Regions from separate parts of the Mus musculus genome. Here all the other regions are linked to region 7. The links are chromatin contacts, called in public HiCAR-type, HiChIP or PLAC-seq and promoter capture Hi-C maps. All regions are on one chromosome and are shown on one strand. Each heading gives the region's core, a stretch centred on a gene start, on an enhancer-like site or on the middle of the called end of the contact. The rest is flanking DNA. Distances are from core to core; before and after follow the strand shown.

Region 1 (3,349 bases), core at 263-2,762, 1.6 Mb before region 7:
AAGGATTCTGGCTCCACCCATGAGTATGATAGGTGTTGCTTAAAGGGACACAGTCAGGAGAAGCATCCAGAATGCGGTATCAGCAATTTCCACTGTGAACCTTTGACCTGGACCTGTCTAATCCACTAGAGAGTGTCATTACACATTCGTTGGTGCCCGTTACAAAGCAAACATGATGCTGAGTCACTGGTGAAATAAAGAGAGTACGAAACAGTCAGGTCAGCAAGAACAAAGGAGATCCAATAGCATGTCCTGGCAGAGGGGGGACTAAACAAGAGTTGTAGTCACCAAGGACTCAGGGAGCCCCACAGCAAATTCAGAAGTCTGTAAGTCCTTCAGAGACCCAAAAGACAGTGCCTTTCCAGAGGCTTTCTCAGTGCCCCAGCTCCCACTCTTATGCACTTGTTCCTATCAGATGAGGAAAATGACACATGCTTATGCATGACTACCACAGCTTCCTAGCACCGGCCTTTCTTTCCCCTCTGGTCCCATTCTGGGTCAGTCAATAGGAGAACTCAGCGACTGGCATGCTTCATCTTCTGATTATGAGAAATGCTGACCATGAAGATCCCTGGTGTTCAGAGGAGTCTCCCAGCCTAGCTTCCCTGTGACTGCATCAACCAATCCCACCCAGTCTAGCTAGAGCCTGCTCCTTCCCTGAGCATCATGCTGTATAAGCCACAAGCCTCCCTGAGCCTTCTCAGTGTGTCACCATCTTCTGTCTTTATATCTGAACCTCAGAACAAACACCCCCTCTTTAGCAGAGGTTCTCACCCTGTGGGCAGAGACCTCAAATGGGGGTCAAACAACCCTTTCCACATAGGTTTCTTAAGACGATAGGAAAACATAGGTATTTACACTATGATTCATAATGGTAGAAAAATTATACTTATGAAGTGGCAATGAAAATAATTTCATGGTTGGGGGTCACTGCAACATGAGGAGCTGGATTAAAAGATAGCGGCGTTAGAATTGAGAACCATTGCTCTAGGGACAGAATGAGTCATCTGGACTGCACCGTCTCTACTCAGGGATTCTAATCTTGAGCCTTCACTGTAGCTGCCCCTGACTCAGTTTCTCATTTATAAAACTTTTAGCAACGACTCAGGAAAACTAAATGAGTGGATATTTATAAATGGGTTGAGAAGAATTCCTGGGATTCCTGGCTGCTGAAACAGCTTTGTAAACACAAAGTGAATCTGGCCCAGTCCCATAAAGACTTCTAAACCCATCCACAATGCCTAACAAATGGTGGTGCACACACACACACCTTTGCAGAGGGGCCGGCTCTGATTCCATGTGCCATCTTTGGTGCAGCGGATGGTGGGTGATGTTGGGGGCTCCATTAGGTAGCCGGGGTTGCACTGATAGCTCACGGTCTTGTTGAAAGTGAAGTCTGTCCCAAACTGGATGCCATTGGGCAGTGTGCCAGGATCCCCACAGCTGATGACTAAGAGGTAGTTGACAGGAAAGAAGCAGAGAGATGCAAATTACCGTGACAGGAACCAAACTGTGTGAGCACTCTTCTGGGATACAGTGCGGAACTGAGAGGTGACCAGCCACAGGGCACAGATTCCACAGAGCTGCTGCCAAGTGGCTGTGTTTGGAATTGTTAATTGCTGCTCTATTAATAGGTGGCAGTAAGGCTGTCACCCCTGGCCGTGCCTGATCAGGATACACCTATAGCTATGGACAAGTACAAAGTAGCTTATTTCTTTTTAAACTAGGTGGTCTAGAGTCTCTTTGGTTCTTCCTTCATTACATAGCCTAATTTTCCATACTTTCATTGTGTAAGTTAAAGATGCTTAAAGAATCTTAAAGCGTCTAAAAAACAGAGCATCTCATCCAACTTATGTTATACTTTATTCTGCATGATTTTTTTTAAAAAGATTTAATAAATTTGAAAATTCCACTGTCTCCTTCAACTGGCTAGCTTCCAGCCCCTCCAGATGGGCATGTACTGACTTGTGCAGTCAGGAGCTGTGCCTGTCCACGTCCCATTGGCCGTGCAGTGCCGAGTCATGAGCCCCGACGTCTTGTAGCCTTCCCAGCAGGCATAGATGACAGAGCTGGAGAAGAGGATCCCATCACTGCTGAGGATCATCCCGTTGGTCGGCGTGCCTGGGTTTCCGCAGGACACGGCTGTCAGGAAGCAAAGACAGTAGCCCGCAAGGGAGTAAGCTAGGGTGGAAGCTTAAAAGGGGGGATGCCAATGAGGGTGGGTTCCTTACAGGAATGTGGGGATGTGTGTATGGGATCAGTTCAGAATTTGTCTTACCTGACCCTCAGATTTATTTGTGATTGGTTACAAAACTTAAAACTATACTTTCACATCTTTCTGATCAAAATACGATGTAAAGCATCCAAAACCCAAAGCTTTGCTTCTCTAAGCTTGAACATACTTTTTAAAGCAAGGTAGAGTTATCATGAACTTTAAAAAGTACTATACGGTATTAGAGTTCAAGCACAGCTTCCTTCATAGCATTCTTTATTTGTGGGAAATCTGGAAAAAAATAAAGCCATATGTTATGTCCCCAGGAGAGTTCACTTGGGATTTAGAGAATATCTCAGAAATATAGATGACTATACCTATTAGAATGTTGTCTCCCATGTGTTATGAATCAACCCACAGATGAATAATTGATTGACATGTGCCTTCATTTTGCATTACTCTCACAAGTATCTTAAATGTCCCCTATAGGCACTGAAACTTCAGTTAACGGTGCTCAATGCAACTGGCAGGACTCTCACTCACTGTGTGCACCTTAGTCAGCACACAGGAGAAGCATAGCCGTCTCCTGGGTCAGACCATAATGATGGCTTCAGTGTTTAAGATTTTTGTCATATTTATTTGAGACAGTTATCAGAATAATTGTTTTTTACCTCAACCCTGTTACAATGAATTGCCAGAGAAGACAGTAAGTCATGAGACAACTACTGGGTAGTAACAAGGAGACTACAGCATGAAACTCCCTGAAAGTGGTCATCATATTTGAAAATATTCTCGCATATTTAGTTGGTCCACTTTCAAAGCTAGTCCGGAGAACAAAGAAAGATGCGTTTCTCATCACACATGGAAGAGAGCTGTTAGTTCTTACTTCATGTAGAATATACACATAAGCTAGAGTTGAGTTGATTCCTTTTTGTAAAACAAATACAAAGCACTCATATCAGTGCCCATGTCAGTCATAACTAATCAATAATCATTCAATATACATTTGTTTAGTATCTGGGAAGTCATAGCTACTGTGTCGTTGTACTGATAGAAAGTATCTCTCTCCCTCTCCCCCTCTCTCCTTCCCTCCGTCACTCTTTCCCTCCCTCTCTTCTTCTCTTTCTCTCTTTCTGT
Region 2 (3,484 bases), core at 5-2,504, 1.2 Mb after region 7:
GCCCCAAGAACAAACTGTCAGACCCTCTCAGCCCGCCCGGCGTGGCACGAGCATAGCAGTCCCACGTGGGGACAAGCTCAGAGCCTGTCTCTGGAACTGAACGGGGGTCTGCCTGCAGTGTCTCCGGGACACTTGGGAAACACGGTGCCATTTCCAGATGGCAGCCCCTTCACAGCGCAGCCCTGAGACTCTGAGAACACAAGGTTGGCTTTATTTAATTTCCTCTCTTTTACCAAGAGTCATAATCTATTTTCGTAAAGAAATTCAGGAAATTGGTAAAGCACTTGACTCCATCCGTTAAGTATCCGTAATTAACGTGATTGTCACGTTTTTCCTGGCTCCGTGCTGTCTTGTTCACAGCCTCCCTCACATGCCTACAACCCGCTGAGAAGATCCTGGTAATGGGTGTCACTTAGTCTCAGCTACTCAAACAAAACAGCACGCGCGATCTGCAGAGAAGCGCACTTCCTCTGCTTGGCTAGCAAAGATTCCTAAGTTCAGGGGGTTTTCTGACCAGATTCTGGCATTCTTTTCAGACAACCCCTCTGTGGCTCTTCTCTCTGTGACTGCTTTGCTGCAGGGCAGCACAAAAGAGGATGTTTGCAGCCCACCTCCGCAGCCCCAGTCCCTGATAAAGCCAGGGCTATTAGTTCTTGCTCACCAGAGCCAGCCCACCTTCCTACCTTCATCAGCCACTGTGTGTTGTTCTCTAGAATGTTCTCCAGCACCTGCAGCCTTTGCACTGAGTCGTCGTAGTCGAGGGGTGCATCCCTCTGCACGGCATTGGACATGTAGGGGCTGGAGGAAGATCGGCAGCTGTCGGTCTCCGGCAGCAGGAACGTGTAGCTGCAGGGTCCGTTCTGGACCTGGTACTGCCTTCTGCCTGTGCTGTCCACGCTCTTCCTAAAGTTACTGTAGGCTGAGGCCAAGACAAGATCCCAGCCAAAAGTTAGGAAAATGATCTGCCACATTCTCTCTCTCTTTTTGGGTTCTAAACTGTGAGTTCAGCAAACTTGCGTCCTGAGCTCTCAGCTGCTGTCTAAGGCACAGGGCTGTGCCGTGTGAATAAGTCCATCAGTGAGAGCCTTCTCCGTCCCGCAGCAGGCTCTTTCCCAGTGCCTGTCTCTTCTCTTCTCTTCTCCCCGGCACACTCGGAGCTGTCCTGAGAGGAAGGAGCAGCCCTGCTCACTCCAGAGGTCTGCACGGACTCTTTGTTTCTCCCCTGAGTCTACAGTGTCAGTATCCGAATCAATCACTTTCCTTCCCTTATATGATAAGTTGATAAGAGCAGCCAGACATGTGCAGCCAGCCGCTCCGCCCCCTGGCTCACCCACTATCTTCCTGTAGGGGGTCACTAGCCAGGCAACAGGAAAAATCAGAGCATAGTGCTTACTGCCCCAAAGGACTGTGTACTGCAGAAGCCTTCTGGGAACACAGACCAGCCACAAGACCCCTGGGCATGTCAGAGGCACCACCCTAATTATTTCCTAGAGAGTAGCTGGGGCTCTGTTGTCTGTCTGCTCGTTTGTAGGCTAAGCTTGCAGAGTATCTGAGGTAATCACTTTAATTTTAAAGCATAGTGAAAGTTTCTGTTCTTTTAGGAATAAAATTACAGCTATATCGGGACCTTGGTTTATTTTCTTTATTGTAAATATAAAGGCTAAGATCAGCCCTTGTAAATGTGCTTTTCCAAGGGGAAGTAAAGTCTTGTTGGTATTTGGTTTTTTTTTTAAGTTATGCACATTTTTTTTTATTTTAACCCAGTTTGATATTATTAAATCAAGTTACCAACATCAGTTTTCTCAGCACTCACATGTCTGTGCCTTAACACAAAATACTATACAAATAAAACTTAAAGTAGTTTGGCCTGATTAATTGTCTGTTAAGTAACAATAGATATTTGAGTGAAGTATGTCGAGAGGAAACAAACATACACCTTTTCCTTCACTGTATCAGGGTTTCCTCGGGCTCATCACTCTGTGGCATGTTCCTGATTAAATTAGTCCCAGTCAGTGGGCTCAGGCAAATCACTTTCCCCTTTTAATTAAGTTCAAAAGCCCCTGGCCATAAAAGCTGGGGGCTGCACTGACTTCTAAAACACTTCCAGCTCTGTGGCTCTGCTGGTCCAGAGTCACCACCCCTTCATGACTAGAAGTTAATGCTGCAGAGATCGGTACTGGGAAGACTCCAGCATCCCTGACTCAAAGGACCACGTCCGCCTCCAGAAACCCCAGGGCAACTCTGTGTTACACATCCTCGGCTTCTGGAGGCTAGGAGAGTCATGATTTTAGATCATAGGTGAATCTAGAATCTGCATGGGGAATGTTGTTTTTCACAGAGTCTGTTTGGAAGAGAACTAACTGAATCTTTTTTAAATGCATCCTGTAGCAGACTGGCTCCCGAGTTGGCAACAGAAGAGGGTTATGTTTTGGTTTTTTACCCCAAGATCTACAGGGTCCATGAACTTGGAAAAGAACATGTCTATATTTTTCACCAGGCAATAAGTGATATTTAGCTCTTCCTGTATCTCTGAGAACTGATGAACCATATTTTGCCATCAGTGAAGACACACCCTTCTTAAAGACACCATGAGCCTCCCACTCCATTGAAGGGACACATAGGCTCAGAGACTACTACCAAGTTCTGTGGCGCAGAAAGGCCACAGCTCATGCTCTGGACAATTAGCTGGGGGTGGGGAGCAGTCTGATTCCTGAGAGATGAAACAGGGCTCACGAGTGCTAACCCCCGCAGTCAGAACCCCTCAGAAAGAGCAGGCAGGCCTCAACTTCAGTCTGAGTGCTACGTGCAAAGCTTAGCTGCTCTCAGGGTTCCTACTTGGAAAATAGAAACCATTCCTTCTCTGTGGAATTTTCTGGATTAAGTTGCTATGTAATAGGCGCAATTTAAAAATACTAACTCCCTTTCCTTACAGCTTGCTTATTAAATGGAAATGAATTTGGTTACCATCACACAGTAGCTCCTGGGATAGTCAGGACAAGGCAGTAGCAATGGGTGCAAATCTTTTAGGTTTGTTTGTTTGTAAGAGCACATTTCAAGGCATTGATACATGGTTTAGATTGGAGCCATTCAGTTGTGTTCCAGGCAAATCAAGAAGAAACAAGGAAAAAGAGATACGCCACATACTAAGTCAAGTATTCTGCTGGGTATAGGGTGACTCACAGCAAGACTTCTGATCCACAGGGGGCCATGGGACTTAGAGGGAAAGAGACCATAGGCAGAGAACTATGAGAGTGCATAGAAGGTGACACCACCTCCTGGGGACAGCAGGCCTCATTCAGTTCCACAGAACACAGTAGAAGCTGTACTTCGTAGATTCTGACATGGAAATTATTAAAAGTGGGGTCAGCAAGTCTCCCTTTAGGAATGAGGTGGAGGATTCTGGCCTATGGGCTGCCCCCTCTTGTTGACTGTCTCAGCAGTCGTGACAGCCGCCGTGCAGCTCTTGGATTGCCAGAACAACTGG
Region 3 (3,386 bases), core at 334-2,833, 1.6 Mb before region 7:
TTAGTTGTTTTTCGCATTGCTGTGACATGATACCTTAACGAAGCGCCTTACAGGAAAGAGGTTTTTTTTAGCTTGCAATTTCCTGGTGGGAAAGGCATGGTGCTGTTGAAAGCAGTGGTTACTGCTCCCATGAATGTGTCAGGAGCCTGAGGCATCCTGCTCCCCACTTACCCAACTAACAAGAAAGCAGAAAGAGACATGAACCCTTCAAGGCTTGACCCCTCCAATGAGGGGTCTACTCTCTACTTTCTGCAATAAGGCCATGATTTCTAAAGGCTACACAAACTCCCAAACAGTTTCACCAGCTGGGACCTAAGTATTCAAACAACAAGTCTGTATACAATCTCCCATGTAAACCACAATGGCCTTGACCCTAGAGGGCTGGTGCATTGATGACTTGGACCCCAGTCCAATGATTGTCATGTGAGTGGACCATGAGGACTTTGACCTCATCCTAGAATGAATCAATTGATGGACTAAATGTCATAACAAACTGTTGAAATGTTATAGAGACTAGGGAGAGTGAGCCTGGTTAGAGAGAGGGTACTTTTAAAGATACACCTTCCTTACGCATGACCCTCTTCTATTTCTTTCTGCTTTCTGGCAACCTTGGATGAACAACTTTCTTCTTTGTCCTTCTCTGTAAGGTCTCATCACATTCAGAAACAAAGCAATCCATGTGTACAAGCCACACAGACCCATGGGAACCCCTGCAATTATCACCCAATAGAAATTGTCCCTTTTCAAAATTGCTTTTCTCTTCCAGGTAGTGTGACTCTTGTCCATAATCCCATCCACCATATTGGAGGCTGAAGATAGACAACTACCATAAAGTCCCAGCATCCCTGGGTGAGACCGTGTCTCAAATTATAAAATAAGATTGCTCAAAAACTGTTTTCTTGGGTTTTTAATCACTGTGAATAAAAACAAAAATCTAGCACAATGTCAGAGGAAGAAAAAATGATATGAGTGTACTCTTGAAATCACCCACCCCTTAGTTCGGCTTCTCTGAGTACAAGGTGTGACTCCCACTCTGTAAACAGGCATACCTGTTTGCTAGATATGATCTATAGGGGTCACTTGCCCGGAATCAGGAGACTACCTCCAGACAAAAATCTGTGCTGAGAGAGCCTCCACATTTCTTGGTGTCTGAGAGACTGCTAAGCTAAAACCTTCACAGTGGCAAGTGTGAGCTTTCAGTAATTTGCTAGCATGTACCATATCAAATGTCAATGGATTCAAGAGGGATTTAGGTTTTTATAATTTGCTGTGAACTTTTCTCTAAGCCTTTTCCCAAACACTGTGTGAACCCTACCTTGAACTGTGATATTTAGCAATTCATGTTGAAACTTCAGTGCTTATCGGGGATATGTTCAATGACAAGGCTGGACCAGTTTCCTAGCTGAGAGCTCTGCAGACCTTTATCGAAAGAGCAGAGTGAAGATGCTCATAGGATTCTATCCTCTCAGCCTTGGCTCACACATCCCAGTGAGGAGACTATTTAAAGTCTATCCTCTAATGAGGCTCATTAGATCACAAGCAACTAACAGAACAACCACTGAGCTTATGGGCAGCTGGATAATGGGATTCTAAGCCTAGAGTTTCTCTTGGCTGCAAACCCTGCTCATTAGTAAGGGTGGCAGAGCAACTTGGAAGAGCCTAATTGGGGAGTCCATCAGCACTAAAAATAACCTTGTCACAAAACAAGGAGAAAGCCTATCTCTATGCTAGCCTCCCTCCTGGTCTCCAAAAATGGATTCATTAGCTGTGCTTTTCCCCTACCACTCAAAACATGGCCACACTCACAATTCACAGCTCTCTCAGAACCCATGTGGTGTCTTTGCACAGCAAAGGTGCTAAGTTGAGGGTACCCAGAGGATACCCTGTGAGGGCTCTCTGAATGCTATTTTCATACCATAGCGGTGGGTGACAAGCCACTCCTCAGAGGCAAGCTTCTTTTTCCTTCCCTCTAAAATTCACAGGGAGATCTACTTTGAAGCAGTAGTCTGATGGCACCTGTTTTCTCATACCACCAGGGCAGCGTTCCTGTCAGCCGCACGAACCCTTATAAACAATCTTCGATATTGATGCTTTCTACTGCTATAGTCAATAGGGCTCCACAATCGTGTGCAGCACATGGTAACCATGAGAAAGCAAGAGCTCTACACTCTGCTGGGTGTGAGAAGAGGCAGGACATGCACAGAGATGGTTGTAAACACATGAAGGAGTAGTATGGACTATAGCCTGAGGTACTATGTGAGACCTACAGGATGACACCTATGATCTGTAGTTGGGTGTAAGTCTGAAGGCCTCATCCACAATGAGGATGTGCTTGACAGAATCAGTTGCTTGTACAGCAGTGAGCAGATACTAGAGCTACTTATGAGTCTCTCGTTTTCAAGTCAAGGTCTACAATGTCCACTCTAATAATAGAGTAACAGTGGTCCTCAAGCAGGAGAATGGAATGCCTGTGCTGATTTTTGTGGACAGACCTCTGCTGTTGTGTTTAGCCATCAGTCCATACATGGCTCTGGCTAGCAACCAGAAACCACAGCGGCCACACTACAGCTCAGTTGGGTGAAGACCTGCTTTCAGAAAACTTGGAATTAATAGTTAGGCAACAGGGAACATGCGTGATGTTCTCTGTATACATTTTTAAAGGTCTAGTTTGGCTTTTTGTGTATACATAAAATTTAAAACGTAAAGATTTCTGCTTCATGGATCTCCACAGCAGACATGTCTCTTGCTTTTAAATATAAACAATATGAAGTGTGAGAGAAAGGATGCTGGATTCCCCATTGTGTGGGTACTTTGTCTGCAGAGGGAAGACTCCAATGGGAAGATTTCCTTCTCCTGTGCTGTGGACCCACAGGGACCCTGAGACCTTAGAACCTCTTGGAGTGATAATGTCAACCCCCACCCCAGCCCCAACCCCAAGAAGCTGGAGAACTTAGCTGTACTCAGGGAGCCGTGATGTACTGGGGGTGGTTGAGGGTCTGTATCTCCTCTGGGTTAAATGGCCAGCAAACCAGGAAACTTATCACCCTGGATCCCGAACAGATACATCATGGAAAATAGTAGGTTCCCTTCACATCTCATCGCCTGACCATTCTGAGATAAGCCACAAGTAACTAAAACCTTATAAATTACAGTTCCAGCGCTACACTAACGGTTTCCATGACAACACATTTGAAGATACTGCTGATTCTGTCCCAGTACCATATGAAAAGCAATAGTTTCGTCTATAGGGATATAGTCACAGGCTAGAAAACTGGGCTTAGAAAAAATTGTGTCATTTTAAGTATGTTTAATTGAGAAATTGAATGGTGTTTGCGCTTTCTAGGGTTAGCATGCTCCCATTTCAAAGAAAAGTATCCTGTTACCAG
Region 4 (3,592 bases), core at 482-2,981, 1.4 Mb before region 7:
AGCTCTATAGAATTTGGACTCTAGCAAAAGAGACCAAGCAAAGCAAAACTGGAGGGTTTTGAGGGACAGGGTGGGTGCACTATTCCAATGATCAAAGTTACTGTGGAGACTTCATCCCTTAAGACTCAGCCATATTGCTGAGGAATGGGCTCAAAGATAAAGTGCACACTGTGCTAGGATGAGAACCCAAATTTGTTCCCCCAGTACTCATGTATAAAGCTGAGCATGGGCCATGAGTAACTGTAACCATAGTGATGATGTGGGAGGGTGGAGATACATGGACTTCAGGACTTGCTATTGAGCCTGTCTAGCCAAACATGTGAGCTCCATCCTCAGAGAGAGACTCAAAAGTAAGATGGTTAAAGGAGACAACTGACGTTGACTCCTAGGATCCACATGTACACACACAAATGGGTAAGCACAATCATAATACATGTCTATAGCTATCTACCTACACATACATATAACATGCAGACACATACATATACATGTACATGTATGTGTGTATATATATATATATCCAACACACATGTATGCATATACATATAACACCTAACACACTCATGCACACACACCATACAGCATACAAAGACACATACACAAAGACAGATACTGAAACACACGTGCAATACCCACATACCCACACACATACACACACAGGAAGAAAGAGAGAGAGAGAGAGAGAACTCAAGATTGAAAGTCCAAGTTAGAAGTTCCATTTTCATGGGGCCTTCAGAAAGAAAAAGAAGAGGGATCAGATTTTGAGGAAATTAACAGCAAATGTTGGAAAATATGTGTCATGGGGAACTGGTGGGTGTTGAGAGAGCCACTACACAAAAAGAAAGCAGAGCATATTGATGATGAAGAAAAGGGATAGGAAGTTAGCTGGCCAGTCTAGAATGCACAAATCCCATAGCCAGTCATCAAATGGAAAGATAAGGCTCAGACCCATGTCTAACCTAAGATGTAAATGAAAACAAAAAGACAGTATGTCTTCCTGCTCAGACCATAAGGTTAAAAAACATGATCCTAAGTTGTGTTCTTCTGGTCAGAGAGAATAATGTTCAGATAGATTTGGGGGGAGTGTCTTAGAGAGAGAAGTAAGAAGAAATACATCACTCCTCTACAGTCATCTGTGTTTTGTCACGTTGACTTCATAAGTGGGAAATTCACTGCTCGCTTGTACAAAAATAACAGTCCTAGCACTGCTAGGCTGAACTTATGAGATACTAGACAGTGTCGCTGGCATCATAAGAAAGAAGCTGTGCTCAGAGACACCTCACAGCCACTAAAAATCTGGTGGATAACATAAAATAGCACCCAGACACCTTGTATTGTTAAGTTAGCATTCAGGCAGGACATGTTTAAAATTATTGTGAATCAAAATACATATGCATGCTTATGAATTTTATTGGTGTAGTTTATGTTAATAGCAACTATCTCTAGGTAAAGAGACAACAGCTTTCCTCACTTCTTGTTCATCATAGTTTATAAAACACCTGTAATAAACACAAATTATTTTCCTAATAAGAAACCACAGTTTACAAATGTTGTCTGTTGAGTAAAGGATTTATGTGGGTGCGAGTCTAGTTAAGCAATATGCTGCAGGGGCCACAACCCTCACTTCTGAAAAGTGAAACTCACAGTGTAATGAAGAGACAGCATCGCTCTTCCTGTCAGACGACATCTATGCACGTAGGTATGTCTAGTCCCTCAAATACTTGGCTATTCAATTGCTGCAAATGATTTCCATCTGTTCTTGGAAATGCAGTTTGAAGCCAAGAAGGACAATGAGTGCTTTGTGATGAGCTAAGGGATTTTTAGTTCTTGCTCAAATTAGGTAAGTAATATATAGTTATGTCAAAGGCTGTGGAGTAGCTAGGAAAGTGGTCAAATTTTACAATTACGTCTTGAATGTAGAAAGGATAAATTGCCCTTAAGAGGTTAATTTAATGTTGCTTTTTAAGGGTTTCCTCCTTCATGAGATTAAAAATATAAAATGGAAGAAAATTAAACCTTCATTTTAAACAACATAGATACACATAGAACACATATGCACACACAGCAATGTATAACACACAATGACCATGACATAGGCACACAAAAATATGGGCACAGAGACACACATACAACACACACATAATACACATACAACACAGATACCACACACATATAGAAATATACATATTACATAGATACACATCTAAACATATATATAGACATATACATATTACATAGACACACACATACAATACAGCTGAGCAATAAAAGGCAGGAAGAGAAGCTCCATTTGCAGGGAGCTTCACCAAGGAAAAAAAGATATCCACAATGACAGCTGCAAAATTCTGAAAAATACCCAAAGCATCACAAGCCTCCTGTTAATGGAGTGAGCGTCAAAAGGCTGACTGTGCTCACAGCTGAGGGATTATGAAGATACAGAGATGGCTAAACAGGGCTGGCTTTCCTGGAGGCCAGATGCTAATAACAGAGCTCTTGAATTTCATCTGGCTTCAAGACCCTGAGAGAGTCCCTCACTTCTCTGCCATAGCCTTTTGTCACAGATCAATTAAATTCCATATTTTTTCAAGCAGAATATCTAGAAGTACCAACTAAGCCAAATAGTTTGTTAAAAAAATAACATTTAGTTAAATTTCATTTGAAATTACAATTAAATACTCTAAATAGACATTTTATGTTAAAATGTTTAACAGAATGAAGGGCAATTTACATGTAATTCCTGTTTTAGATGAAAAAAATCTATTTACCTAAAATCACATTTTTGAAGATCATCTTAGATATCTATTAAGACCAGAGCTGGCAAAGCCATTTGTTACTATATTAATAAGTTGGATGGAGAATTTTAATTAGTGTTTTACATAATTTTATTATTTATTTTCATTATCTCCAAGGGCAATATCTGTTTTTCAGGATTCTGTCTAAAATTTACAGATGTTATTAAAAAAATACTTCTGAAAAGAGAAAGTGCTTTTCAGTAGTAGGTTTTGCTTGAAGGTGTGTTTTATATTAAACATATGGCCAGCAGTGGTAGGCTTATAAGTTTTACGCCACGTAAAATTTTAAGTTTGGATTGGTTGATATATATTTACATAAGAACTGTTAAGGACAGGAAAATGTTAGATAAATGTCAATTACTGTACATTAAAGAAAGCACATCCTTTATTTCATCTAATAAAATAAAGGTGTGCAATAAAATGTCTGCATTGTCTCAGAGAGCCCGAGGCCATTTAGGAAGCTCCTGGAAGTCCTCCTAAGGAAACCAAAGGTTGGCAGGCAGATTTGAAGCATGCATTGACTGCATCCATTTCTCAGCATGACATTTCCATTCCCTGGGCCCAGTACCTATGCACGAAGGAGGATCTGGCTGCCAGAAGAAACGGTTGTTCAGCTGCACACACGTGATCTTGGCTGGTCCTTGGAGCTGGTATCCAGGGTCACACTGGAAGGTGATGGTGTCTCCAGGTTCCCGGCTGTCACCGTAGCGGGTACCATTCTGAGGCATCCCAGGGTCATTGCAGGTGGATGCAATGGAAGCTGCAGAAGAGCAAAGGAGAGCTGTTTAGTTGACTGAGAA
Region 5 (3,532 bases), core at 793-3,292, 1.1 Mb after region 7:
TCTGACTCCCTCTTCTGGAGTGTCTGAAGACAGCTACAGTATACTTACATATAATAAAAAAAATAAATAAATCTTTAAAAAAAATGATGCTGGGAGTGAAACTCAAGTCCTCTGAGGGAAAGAGAGTGTATGTAGAGGGAGAAACTGTTTGACTGGAGTCCCTGGCTTCCTCCCCTCCCTGACGTGGTCCCTAAATTCCAGTTTTCTCTTCCTCTCCAACAATGGACCATTTGGAAAGCCTCGGAATAGAAAAAAATGGCAAAAACCTAGTCCCACATTCCTGACAGCTGTCCTAATCACCCCACCTCACCAGAAGTCACCAGCCACCCAAGCCCCTTACCCTAGATGACCATACCAGGGCATAAGCGTATGGCAGACATGTCATTTTCCTTCACCTACAATCTATTAAAAAAACCTTCTCCAGCCATAGTCTATTCTTGACATTTTCTTGTCTTGTCCTGAGCCTAGTGAACTTTCCCAGGAGCCCATTCCCAAATAAACCTACATTTTTTTTTTAAACTTCTTAATTTGGTTTGAATTGGCTTTTTTTTTTTTTTTTTTTTCTGGCAGAGAAAAACCTATTAGTAGTGATTCAACAAAAGATTCTGGGAGGCCCTTGCTTTGGACTAAGTTTGCACACCATGTCCATCCAGCAAAGCTGATCAAACCAAAGTGGAGTCAGTCATGCTGAGTGGCAGGGAATCTAAGTGAAAGGTTAGAGAACCCAAAGGGTCCCAACAGTAAGAGGAGATAAGATGCCGGTTCACCTAAGATAGCCAAATAAGGAAGTCTGAGAACCAAGCCATGGTTCTGATTCTGTGTTCCCTTCTCAGGAATCCTAGTCCTGCTCTTACTGCCTGTATAAAGTGAGAGCATACAGCCGAGGGGAGGGTTATTTAGATCGGAGGGAGAGTTCAGCCTGAGGCATCTGGAAAAGTCCACAGAAGGGAGAGAAAGCTCTCTATCGGACTTGGCCAGCAGGGTAGGTCAGGCCATGAGAGGAGTGGGCACTGGGAAGAAAGGTGGAAGAGAAGAGAGAAAAGCAAAAGAGAGGACAGAGGGTGGGGTAGGGAAAGGGGGAGGAGCAGGGGGAGGGGAGGGGGGAGAGAGAGAGGGTCAGTAGGACTAAGTACCAGCCTGAAATGGCGGGGTTATATAGGAATGAGAAGCTTGGGGAACTGAAGCCCAAGAGCTGGAGAAGTTTAGAGCAGGAGGTGGGTTGAGAAACGCTAAAAGGAGCCACAGGTACCACGTAAGCCTGGAGGCCAGCAGACACTGTGGTATGTTACTGGGCACCTTAAGCAGCCATTTTGTCTTGAGTTTCTCTTTGCACTGCCTAGTGAAAGCTCTCCCACTGTGTTAGTGAAGATGCTTCAATTCGTGAATTCCCATTAACAGCTCATCACTCGGAATTTGGCTTTTTAAAATTATATATATTATATATTTTAATATGTACATTTAAAATAATTTTGAAATATATATATATGTATATGTGTGTGTATATCTATATAAATTATCTTTTTTTTTTTTTTTTAAAGCCAAATTGCTGGGCCAGTCTGTAATCCTAGCTCTTGGGGAAGGCTGAGTCGGGAGAAGGGCTGAGTGTTGTGAGCTAGAAACCAAGGCCATCTCTCTAAACACCCAACCAGGAGCTAAGGAGATGGCTCAGTGGTTAAGAACATTTGCTCTAGCAGAGGACCCGAATTTGGTCCCTGGCTCCCTTATGGTGGCACATAACCATGTGTAATTGGATCTGACGCCCTCTAGTGACCTCCACTGGCACCAGGCACGCACGTGGTGCAAATATGTACAAGCAGGCAAAGTACTCACACGTGTAACAAATAAATACAAAACCCAAAACAACCTGTCTGTCCAAACCAGTTGGGTGGTTTTTTTGTTTTTGTTTTTAACGCCCGGCGCTTAAGGCGACGAAAGGATACTGTTATCTACAGAAGAGCAGGCACTCCCTGGCTTCCGTCCTCCCTAGGCGGCTCCGTCCTCCTCCCTCTCCCGGCAGCCCTTGCGCGGGGAGGCGGGCCCGCGTCCGACCCGCCCCCTCGCAGACTCGCGGGCGGGAGGTTTGAAGACCCAGAGGGCCCGCGGACGCTGCAGCAGTCCCGCTCGCGCTCCAGGGTGCAGGGCTGAGGCAGGGCCCACGGGTGGGTCCCCTCCCCGGTCACCGAGCGCTGCGCAACGAGGACGAGCGAACCCTGCGGGGACAAGCGACCGCGGCGCTGACCTGCGCCCTGAAGCCGCGGTGCGGCGGGCTGACTCCTGCCAGGTCGCCGGAGAGCTTCAGGGCCGCCCGTGAGCGATCAGGTCTCGGCTGTCGTGTGTCACTGAGCCGGGCGCTCTCGGCGAGGGAAGGGAACCCGGAGCCCTTGCGCACACACACACACACCCCTAAGCCTGACGCGGCGAGCCCAGGGGGCACGGCCTGCGCATGCGCACCCCTCTGCCTTCCTGCCGGCGCACGCTCGGTCCCGCAGCTTCAAGCTGGTCGGGTCATGGAGGCCTCGGGAGGCGTTGGGGGCGCCTTTCTGAAAGGTGAGGAGACACGCCCAGTAGGGAGGGGGCTGGGGTCTAGGCTCCCAGCGCCTGGTTGTCTTGCCTGGGCCGCCGGGATCGGCTCCCAGGCCAGGTCCCATCCCATCTCAGGGCTCCCTACGCCCGAGGTCCTCTCACATCCTAGGTTCCCTCACACCCGGAGTCCCCTCACTCAGGATCCCGACCACCTGTGTGGACACCCCACATACATTCACCCTGTGACCTTCATCGACCCCTATGTGTTCCCCAATCCCCCCACCCCACCCCGGTGCAGGCTGAGCCCTGGAGAGCTGGCGGGAGGATAGGCTCCTGTCTTAGCTTTCTGGGATCCTCTTGCCTCTATGGCCTCTGCAGTTGTGGGATCAGGAAAAGTAAGAATTTGGTAATAGTGTGATGGCCTCTGGAGGGTCCTACCTGAGTAGAGCTGCCTGACACTTGTGGAGCTCACCTTTTTTTTTGTTGTTGTTGTATTTTTGTCGTGCTAACACGTGCTCAGAACATGGGACCCTGGGTGAGGAGATTCCAAGTATAAATATATTTTATATATTTATATATTATATTTATTATAGCTATGTGTTTATTATATTTATATCATATATGTGTATATATATTTAAATTTTTATTTATTATTTTAGAAAGCAAGTTTGCCTCCAACTTGCTATGTAGCTGAGGCTGACTTATCTCTGTTTTTTAATTTGGTTTGGGGGTGTGGGGTGGGGGTGTGGGCTTGCTTGTGTAACAAAGTTTCTCTTGTGGCTCTAGCCTTCCTGGACCTGGAAACTCTGTCTCAGTCTGTAGACCAGGCTGACCTCAGAGATCTGCCTACCTCTGCCTCTCAAATACTGGTTTTAAAGGGATACACCACCACCACATGCTTTGGCGTAGAACTCTTGCCTCTACTTTATAATCACTATGTGCTAAGATACCCAACTTCATATAAATAATTTATTAGAACTGAACTGTATTAGCTTGACTATGCTATGGC
Region 6 (3,357 bases), core at 295-2,794, 1.5 Mb before region 7:
AGTAACCAACTTCGCCCAGAGCTTTTGTCCAAGATGTGTATCTTATTTGGTGAGTTTGCCCGTTTTAATGAGTTGATTGTATGTTACTTACAAAAACATTTCAAACTGAAGATGCTTCCCAAACAGGTGGGGAAAGCTTATAAGATGTGTCATTCCTAAATATTGTCTTGAAGGTTCCCCATTCATTTGGATAGTCTAGCTGAAGCATACTTTAAACCTCAGTAGACTTTTAGACAAAAACATAAGCAATTAAATTTATCACAGGACCATTTAAAATGTTTTGAGATCAAAGTCCTAAAATATCCACAGTACAAACTAGTTAATATCTCTGAAAATAGTTCTAAACTGAAGTCAATGACAGAATTCAGTCTAAAGTCCTATTTCCCCGGCAGTGATGGTAATGACATTGTTAGCCACCAAATGGGGCTGGCACCTTTCAGGTATAGTGGTTTCAATGAGAAATGTTGTTGTAGGTTCAGAAATTGAACCCTTGGTCCACAGTGATGATGTTGTTTCCAGAGGCTCAGCAGGTACAACTTGTTGGAGGACATATGTCACTGGGGGAGCGCTTTGAGAGTACATAGCCACACCCCACTTCCCATTTCTGTTGTTTCTTTGTGTTTGCTGTAAAAGATGTGATCTCTCCATTTCTTGTTCCTGCTGTTCTGACTCCTTGCCATGATAGCCATTTATCTCCCTGGAGTCATTTAGTCAAAATACACTTTATTCCATGAGGTGATTTTTATCGGTTTTACTTTTTCTTTTCTTCACAATGACAGAAAAGAGGCAAATAAAATGGAGAAACCCTTGCCTTGTCATGTCATCTGAGAAAATTGAAAGAATCAGCTTGGCCAGTGAGCTCTCTGCTTTATTCTTCTGTGCAACTTAGAGAAAACTCTGTTCAGTGTAATGTGGAACCCAGAATGCTCAGCAGAGCTGCGTCTCTTTGCTAAACCTCTAAACAATACTCCATTGCTTTGAGACAAGCATACCTAATTATTTGCCTTCCATCTTTCTTCTTAAACTGGGACCTCAAAGTGCTCCACAATGTACAACTGTACTAGGATTGCAGAGGAAGGCACCCTTGCCTCCAATGCTTCCCTATGGGAGTAGAAATAGGTTCCCACAATAAAACTCAACCACGATACCTTTTTATTTCCAGAGAGAGCTTTGCTTTGGAAATACTCCCACTGTTCTCCTCCCTCCCTGTAGGCAACAAACCGCTCCACAGTTTTAGCTTCTGTTGTACATTTTGTCTGTGTGCTCACTAAGATGGAAACCCATTCATCCAGCGACAACATCACGTTGCAAGATTTACTCTGCCAATTGCAGGTTGGGCATGCTGGCATTTTTAAAAAGAACACATCACGTAGGTTGAGTCTTCTGTCTGTGCACACCTGCGTGGGCTTGAAAATAGAGTTCCAGGGATCCCACAGACTTGCTTCCATGTGGCAATGAGAGCCAACACTTATACCATCTCTGCTATAAATAGACGGTTGAAACAGCTACCCCTCAGAGTGAAGTGAGATATGGCAGATGTAAATGTCTTTCTTAAATAGAAGGTGCCATATGGGCAGAGGTATTATAGAAACTGAAAATGTCCTGGCTATGTACTCTCCTGTTCTCAACAGGCAGGTGCTAGCAAGAAGACTCTGTTCTCAGTTTCACTGGGGAAACATTCAGCCATCCTTCCACCTTGTATATCTTACCACTGCAGCTAGAGTTTTAAATGACACTGAACTTCAGACCATCTGGAAGTAGGAAACTTTGCAATGAGTTGCTGAATGCCACCTGGAAAGCCATTGTCACCTCCAGGGCTGCAGCACAGAGCAGCTATCCAAATCAGAAGCAGCCCTAAATAGAGTCATTTCTTCTATTCTTAAAATGGTCTCCTTTGCTTAGTAGAGAGGATGAAATGAAAATACAAGCAAAGCCATATTTATCAAGTTTCTTTAACACTTAACGCTATTATTTTCAGGCACAAATATTATTTTAAAAATATATTTGAACATGTTTCCCAATGAGCCCAAGTGTTTTTGTTTCTTCCTGTCTGCCCTGCTGTTTTCTGGGAACTTACTCCTTCCTGGAGGCTGCTATAAACTGTTGCCAGGAGCAACCCAGCTAGCATGAAGGTTTCACCTTTCTCTTGAAGCTCAATTTCTCAGTTCTCCAGAAGTGATAACTTTAATGCCCTGTGCACCTCAAGAGACATTTGAGGAAACTACTACAGAGAAGGACCATCAGAGATACCTTGTAAAGGAGTTCGCTGGTAACTGGTCCTAGTTCCTTTAGGTAGACACATGGCATGTTATTATTTTTTTAAATGAAAAATCAGCTATGAGGCTGAAAATCATGTAGTACATCATTTAACACATCTTGCAGATCATCAGCCAAAATAACCTAGGCTTAAGAACTTGAATTTGGCTTACTAGTCATTAAAATTAACTCTTAGTTGGGTGTGGAGTGTTCATCTTTAATGCTAGCATTCTAGAGACAGAGGCAGTCAGAAGCAGTGTGGTCTACATAGGAATTCCAGGATATCCAGGGTGACATAGAGTAACCCTTAGGAAAAAAAAATTAAAACAAAAAATAAAAATATTACCTCCTGCCAGGCATGGGAGTACACATTTCTAATCCCAGCATTCTATAGGCTGAGGCAGGAAGATTTTAGTGGACTTAAGGCTAGCCTGGTCTCAATAGTGAGTTTCAAGCAACCAGGACTACATTGTGACACACTGTTCCAATAATATTAATCCATAAAAACACCTGTAGTGTGGGATAACTATGGAAACTAGGAGGAGCCTAATAAAATGGGAGGCTCTGACACTTGAAGCCTGTAGGGGGCTGAGGGTGGGCATGTGGGAAGAACACTGGAATTATTCCCCTCCTGTGTGCCCTCCTGCCCCCTCCACAGGGGCAAAAAGATTTGGATGCCCTTTAGTGAATGATGTCCAGTTATGTTTCTATTTGTCTTGTTTTGCCTTTTAGACTGATTTCTTTATGTAGACAACACCTAAAGATCTGCCTGCTTCTGCCTTCTAGATGCTGGGATTAAAGGACAACCTATCCAGATATATGTTTTTAAGTTTTAAAAATGTTTTCATTTGTGTGTGTTAGAGAGTAAGAGAGAGGGAGGGAGGGAAAGAAGGAAGGTGAAAGATGTGCCACTGCATTCATGTGGAGGTCAGAGGACAAAGACTGAGATTGGGTCCTCAGGGAATAAACTCAGGTGGCCATGCTTGGTGACAAGTACCCATACACACTGAGCTATCTTGCTGACCCAGGTCTATTTTTAATGCGTTTTCTGAAAACTATTATGAGTTCCTTCCTAGTGATCTGTAGGATGAAGTCACTTGT
Region 7 (3,140 bases), core at 289-2,788:
AGGAGCATATGAGAGAGTGAAGAAATGGGAGCAGGTACTTGCCAATGTGAAATCAATCCTCTCTCTCTCTCTCTCTCTCTCTCTCTCTCTCTCTCTCTCTCTCTCTCTCTCTCTCTCTCCCTCTCTCTCTCTCTCCTTCTCCCCCCTTCCTCCTCTCTTTCCTCCTCCTTCCCATAGACTAAACCTAGCGCACAGGAGCTGTTACCAGCCCGAAGGTTGCAGCTTGTAGAGACTTAGGAGAAAACATCCCCTAACTCCTTTCAAGGAGAAAGCCAAATTCTCTGAGACAAAAAAGCCCCAGGAACCATACAGAAATAGCCCTTTCCTTTGGTTGATCAGACTTTGACAGGGGTTGCCTCTGCACCCACAGAGAATTGATCTGCTAGGGAAACCTGACCAGAACTCCCCACTGGCTTCACCCACCTTGCCAGATATCACAACTTGCAAAAAAGCAAAGTCCAGGGAAGGAAAGAGGAGGCGACATCCCAGAGACAGCTAGTTTGAGTACCTTGGAGGGGAAGCATAGGAATGGGGTGAGAGGAGGTGTAAGGCTATGGGAACACCACTCAGCTAGGAGCTCTCTCTGATGGCACAGGAGCCCGGCGAGCTTGAACTTGCCAGGCTGACGGTGCCCAGTATGTTTCCCAGGTGCGCTGGGTCCGGGGAGAAGTCGTGGGAACTACCCCAGCCTGCGACCCGCCAAGCCCACCAAGCGCCAGGAGCCAAGGCGCAGTTCTCTGCCCAACTCGTGTCGGGCTCTCTTCTCCTTGACAACCCACAGTACACAGCACAGAGAGAAATGTCGTTTAAGCCCAAGTGAGGGGGAAGGAAGGGCGGGGGTGGGGCGGGGGCAGATGAGGGGTGGGAAGAACGCGATGGAAGCTCGGTATCGGGCGCTGCGTTCCCTAGCGTCGCTGGTGGACAGCCACCCGGTCGGTGCCTGCCGCTTGGTCCCTTACAATCCTCAGATCAGACACTCGCGTTCGCAAACCGGGCCTCCGAGGGTTCGGCCGTCTCCCCGGTACCGAGCTAGCCTGTCTTACCCTTAGCTGCAGTGAGGAGCCCCGCGCACAGAACCGCCAGCACCAGAGGCAGGAGCAGCGACTTGAATTTCCTCCACGCAGTCATGTCTGCAGATATTCCACACGCACACGACACGGATGGCTCCTCTCGGATGCGCCGGTCTCCTCCGAGGAACAACCGGGCTCTAAACAGAGTCCGGTAATCACCAAAGGGCAAGGCGAGCTGGCAAGAGCTCCGGGTCCCCAGCCCGGCCGCGCATCTGACGCCTCCCGCAGCTCTGCGCGCCCGGCTCGCTCCGCTCCCGTAGCATCGGGTCCGAGCCACTGCGGGGCTGAAGATGCTCTGAGCGAGCGCAGCCCCGGGGCTGCCGGGGCCGGGGACGAGCGCCGGCCGAGCCGGGCAGGAAGGCACCAAGGCGGCGAGGCTGCGGGAGGGGGCGAGGCGGGAGAGGAGCGCGCGCAACCGGGAGCAACCTGGAGCGGAGGCAGCTGGAGAGAGAGCCAGCGAGTGGGAGGTGCGGGAGGGGCGCGGGGGGAGGGGGGAGCAGGGCTGGAGCGGGAGGAAGGCGGGGAGCGAGCGCCGAAGACAGGCTGCTAGAGGCGCAAGGAGCCGCTGCCGTGGTGGCTGGACTCAACCATCCTACCCACCGAGAGGGGAAGGAGGCTGGCACCGCGCAGTCCGGGACTCAGCCTGGCCTCGGGCTTTCAGGCCCCTGCTAGTGCTCCCGCAGGCAGCGCAGCGTTCAGTCTCTGGCGCGGCTGCGCGCAGGCTGGAGCACGGAGACTTGTTGGGCGCTCAAGTGGGAGAAGCCCACGCTGCGCACCGGGGAAAAACCATACAATTGGCCACGCGAGCGAGCCCGAGGGCTCTGTGGGGGCAGGCAGAGGCCAGCCTCCATCCTTCTCTTTCTCTACTGACCAGAAGAAGACCTCTGCCTAAGTTAGGAAAGAAATGCAGGTGGGGGAAGAGAATGGGCCCAGCTGTGACTGAAACTGGGAGCAAAATGGTGCTTTTAAAAGAAATTATAAATTACCTTTGAAAAGGTGACTGTCTGCAACTATGATGAGCCTCTGACAGGTTCCTGTTCTGCTCCTGTTTAGTCCTGTTAGTGTTACCCTCATTGCAAGCCCAGCTCTATGTGGGAAACAAAATGAATCTAAACAACCCAACTGGGCTGCCACCCTGTTCTGGTTGTGAGAGCAGGAGAATTGACAAAAGTGTAGTGAACCCCAGCATCACATCCAGCATTCCTGCAAGAGGGATCAGAAGGAAGTTCCTAAAAGCAGGTCTACTGCAGCCAGTGAGTGCACACAGAGTAAACTACTAGAAAAAGGCTGTAGGTTAATTGAAAAAATCCAAACCAGGTGAAGGCTAGAGTTCACAGATGCTCCATTCTTAGAAAGGATTCGGGAGTTCTAGAGGATAGGATGGAAGGGGCCAGGGATGGACATCTCAGGCCCCCAGCATGGGAACATTCATCCCATGCTGACTGTGAGTTGTTCACACCAAGGAATGAGGATGGTGTGTGGAGGCAGGCTGATGGCCACATCATCGCACCAGCATTGTGCCCACTGTTAGGGGCAGAGTCACGGTGTGCCACTCAAGTTTAGTGTTCTAGAGCTTTCTTGCTCCCTGAAGCCCACGGATGACGTGAGGGCATGAGAGTGACTCCAAAAATGTAGAGTCACCGGCTGTACCTTACCTTCCAAGAGTAACCAGAGACTTTATCCAGCCTAGAATCCTTCTCCTGGAGATTGGAGCTCCCCAGAAAAAAAAAAAAAAAAAAAAAACCCTGGGCTCTGTTCTCCTGCAGGTTTCCCCCAGGCTCTCTTGGAACTGATCTGAAGTTTTTTTGTTTTGTTTGTTTGAAAGTATCCTCCCATTGCTCTTCCCTTATCCCTAGGGGAGAAAATTCCAGGCTATCTCTCTAAAGCAATGGATTGAGAATGATGCCCTGTGTGCTTCAGTGTGACAGGGAGTGGAAGGGGTCACCTACAGTGTGATTTTAAGTCATTCCCCCAGGTGTTATTTACACTCCAGCAAGTGAACAACAACAACAAGACCTATTAGGAGATCCGATAGCTCATCCGCTGCTCCTCCTTAGGACCCATTGATCT

Evidence for each region. Promoter capture Hi-C pulls out the DNA fragments that hold promoters and counts their contacts. HiCAR-type assays count read pairs that join an accessible place to other places. HiChIP or PLAC-seq counts read pairs in DNA pulled down with a chosen protein or histone mark.
Region 1: a HiCAR-type map of astrocytes shows a contact between it and region 7, with 4 times the contacts expected there. The contact joins the enhancer-like site here to the promoter of Csmd1 in region 7. A contact is called at or near these places in 2 of 39 promoter capture datasets (the 3T3-L1 cell line and hippocampal neurons), 2 of 484 Hi-C or Micro-C datasets (cerebellum and cerebral cortex) and 5 of 115 datasets of contacts at active chromatin or transcription factors (VIP interneurons, astrocytes, embryonic forebrain and 2 more).
Region 2: a promoter capture Hi-C map of embryonic stem cells shows a contact between it and region 7, with 3 times the contacts expected there. The contact joins the promoter of Angpt2 here to the promoter of Csmd1 in region 7. A contact is called at or near these places in 3 of 39 promoter capture datasets (embryonic stem cells, hippocampal neurons and liver).
Region 3: a contact with region 7 is called in an H3K27ac HiChIP or PLAC-seq map of VIP interneurons, with 17 times the contacts expected there. The contact joins the enhancer-like site here to the promoter of Csmd1 in region 7. A contact is called at or near these places in 4 of 39 promoter capture datasets (the 3T3-L1 cell line, the C10 cell line, hippocampal neurons and 1 more) and 3 of 115 datasets of contacts at active chromatin or transcription factors (VIP interneurons, embryonic forebrain and forebrain).
Region 4: a promoter capture Hi-C map of second pharyngeal arch cranial neural crest shows a contact between it and region 7, with 4 times the contacts expected there. The contact joins the enhancer-like site here to the promoter of Csmd1 in region 7. A contact is called at or near these places in 3 of 39 promoter capture datasets (embryonic stem cells, hippocampal neurons and second pharyngeal arch cranial neural crest), 1 of 484 Hi-C or Micro-C datasets (cerebellum), 2 of 115 datasets of contacts at active chromatin or transcription factors (embryonic forebrain and forebrain) and 1 of 9 other capture datasets (embryonic stem cells).
Region 5: an H3K27ac HiChIP or PLAC-seq map of embryonic stem cells shows a contact between it and region 7, with 5 times the contacts expected there. The contact joins the promoter of Mcph1 here to the promoter of Csmd1 in region 7. A contact is called at or near these places in 4 of 39 promoter capture datasets (cranial neural crest, embryonic stem cells, maxillary cranial neural crest and 1 more), 1 of 484 Hi-C or Micro-C datasets (embryonic stem cells), 9 of 115 datasets of contacts at active chromatin or transcription factors (embryonic forebrain, embryonic stem cells, forebrain and 1 more) and 1 of 9 other capture datasets (embryonic stem cells).
Region 6: a promoter capture Hi-C map of hippocampal neurons shows a contact between it and region 7, with 6 times the contacts expected there. The contact joins the enhancer-like site here to the promoter of Csmd1 in region 7. A contact is called at or near these places in 3 of 39 promoter capture datasets (embryonic stem cells, hippocampal neurons and pre-B cells), 1 of 484 Hi-C or Micro-C datasets (cerebellum) and 2 of 115 datasets of contacts at active chromatin or transcription factors (embryonic forebrain and forebrain).

What each region holds. Positions count from the first base shown.
Region 1 is chr8:15,919,764-15,923,112 of GRCm38.p6, forward strand. Csmd1 (CUB and Sushi multiple domains 1) reads right to left here. Exons shown (of 70, transcript NM_053171.2): 58 at 1,966-2,142; 59 at 1,271-1,450. Among named protein-coding and RNA genes, the nearest start is that of Gm46073, 12 kb to the right of the region's middle. Within about 2 kb of position 1,513, at least 12 of the 459 cell types and tissues checked have an H3K27ac peak or open chromatin away from gene starts, as enhancers often do. A contact at or near this core is called in VIP interneurons and astrocytes, where this site is marked.
Region 2 is chr8:18,740,308-18,743,791 of GRCm38.p6, forward strand. Angpt2 (angiopoietin 2) reads right to left here and starts at 1,255. Exons shown (of 9, transcript NM_007426.4): 1 at 684-1,255. The coding sequence starts at 971. All of the region lies in intron 12 of Mcph1 (microcephaly, primary autosomal recessive 1), which reads left to right.
Region 3 is chr8:15,946,213-15,949,598 of GRCm38.p6, forward strand. The region is part of intron 51 of Csmd1 (CUB and Sushi multiple domains 1); the gene reads right to left. Among named protein-coding and RNA genes, the nearest start is that of Gm46073, 14 kb to the left of the region's middle. Within about 2 kb of position 1,584, at least 16 of the 459 cell types and tissues checked have an H3K27ac peak or open chromatin away from gene starts, as enhancers often do. A contact at or near this core is called in VIP interneurons, forebrain and hippocampal neurons, where this site is marked.
Region 4 is chr8:16,097,595-16,101,186 of GRCm38.p6, forward strand. Csmd1 (CUB and Sushi multiple domains 1) reads right to left here. Exons shown (of 70, transcript NM_053171.2): 27 at 3,361-3,552. Among named protein-coding and RNA genes, the nearest start is that of Mir3106, 69 kb to the right of the region's middle. Within about 2 kb of position 1,732, at least 4 of the 459 cell types and tissues checked have an H3K27ac peak or open chromatin away from gene starts, as enhancers often do. A contact at or near this core is called in second pharyngeal arch cranial neural crest, where this site is marked.
Region 5 is chr8:18,593,089-18,596,620 of GRCm38.p6, forward strand. It overlaps Mcph1 (microcephaly, primary autosomal recessive 1), which reads left to right and starts at 2,043. Exons shown (of 14, transcript NM_173189.3): 1 at 2,043-2,547. The coding sequence starts at 2,508.
Region 6 is chr8:15,993,412-15,996,768 of GRCm38.p6, forward strand. The region is part of intron 46 of Csmd1 (CUB and Sushi multiple domains 1); the gene reads right to left. Among named protein-coding and RNA genes, the nearest start is that of Gm46073, 61 kb to the left of the region's middle. Within about 2 kb of position 1,545, at least 8 of the 459 cell types and tissues checked have an H3K27ac peak or open chromatin away from gene starts, as enhancers often do. A contact at or near this core is called in hippocampal neurons, where this site is marked.
Region 7 is chr8:17,533,847-17,536,986 of GRCm38.p6, forward strand. Csmd1 (CUB and Sushi multiple domains 1) reads right to left here and starts at 1,539. Exons shown (of 70, transcript NM_053171.2): 1 at 1,044-1,539. The coding sequence starts at 1,128.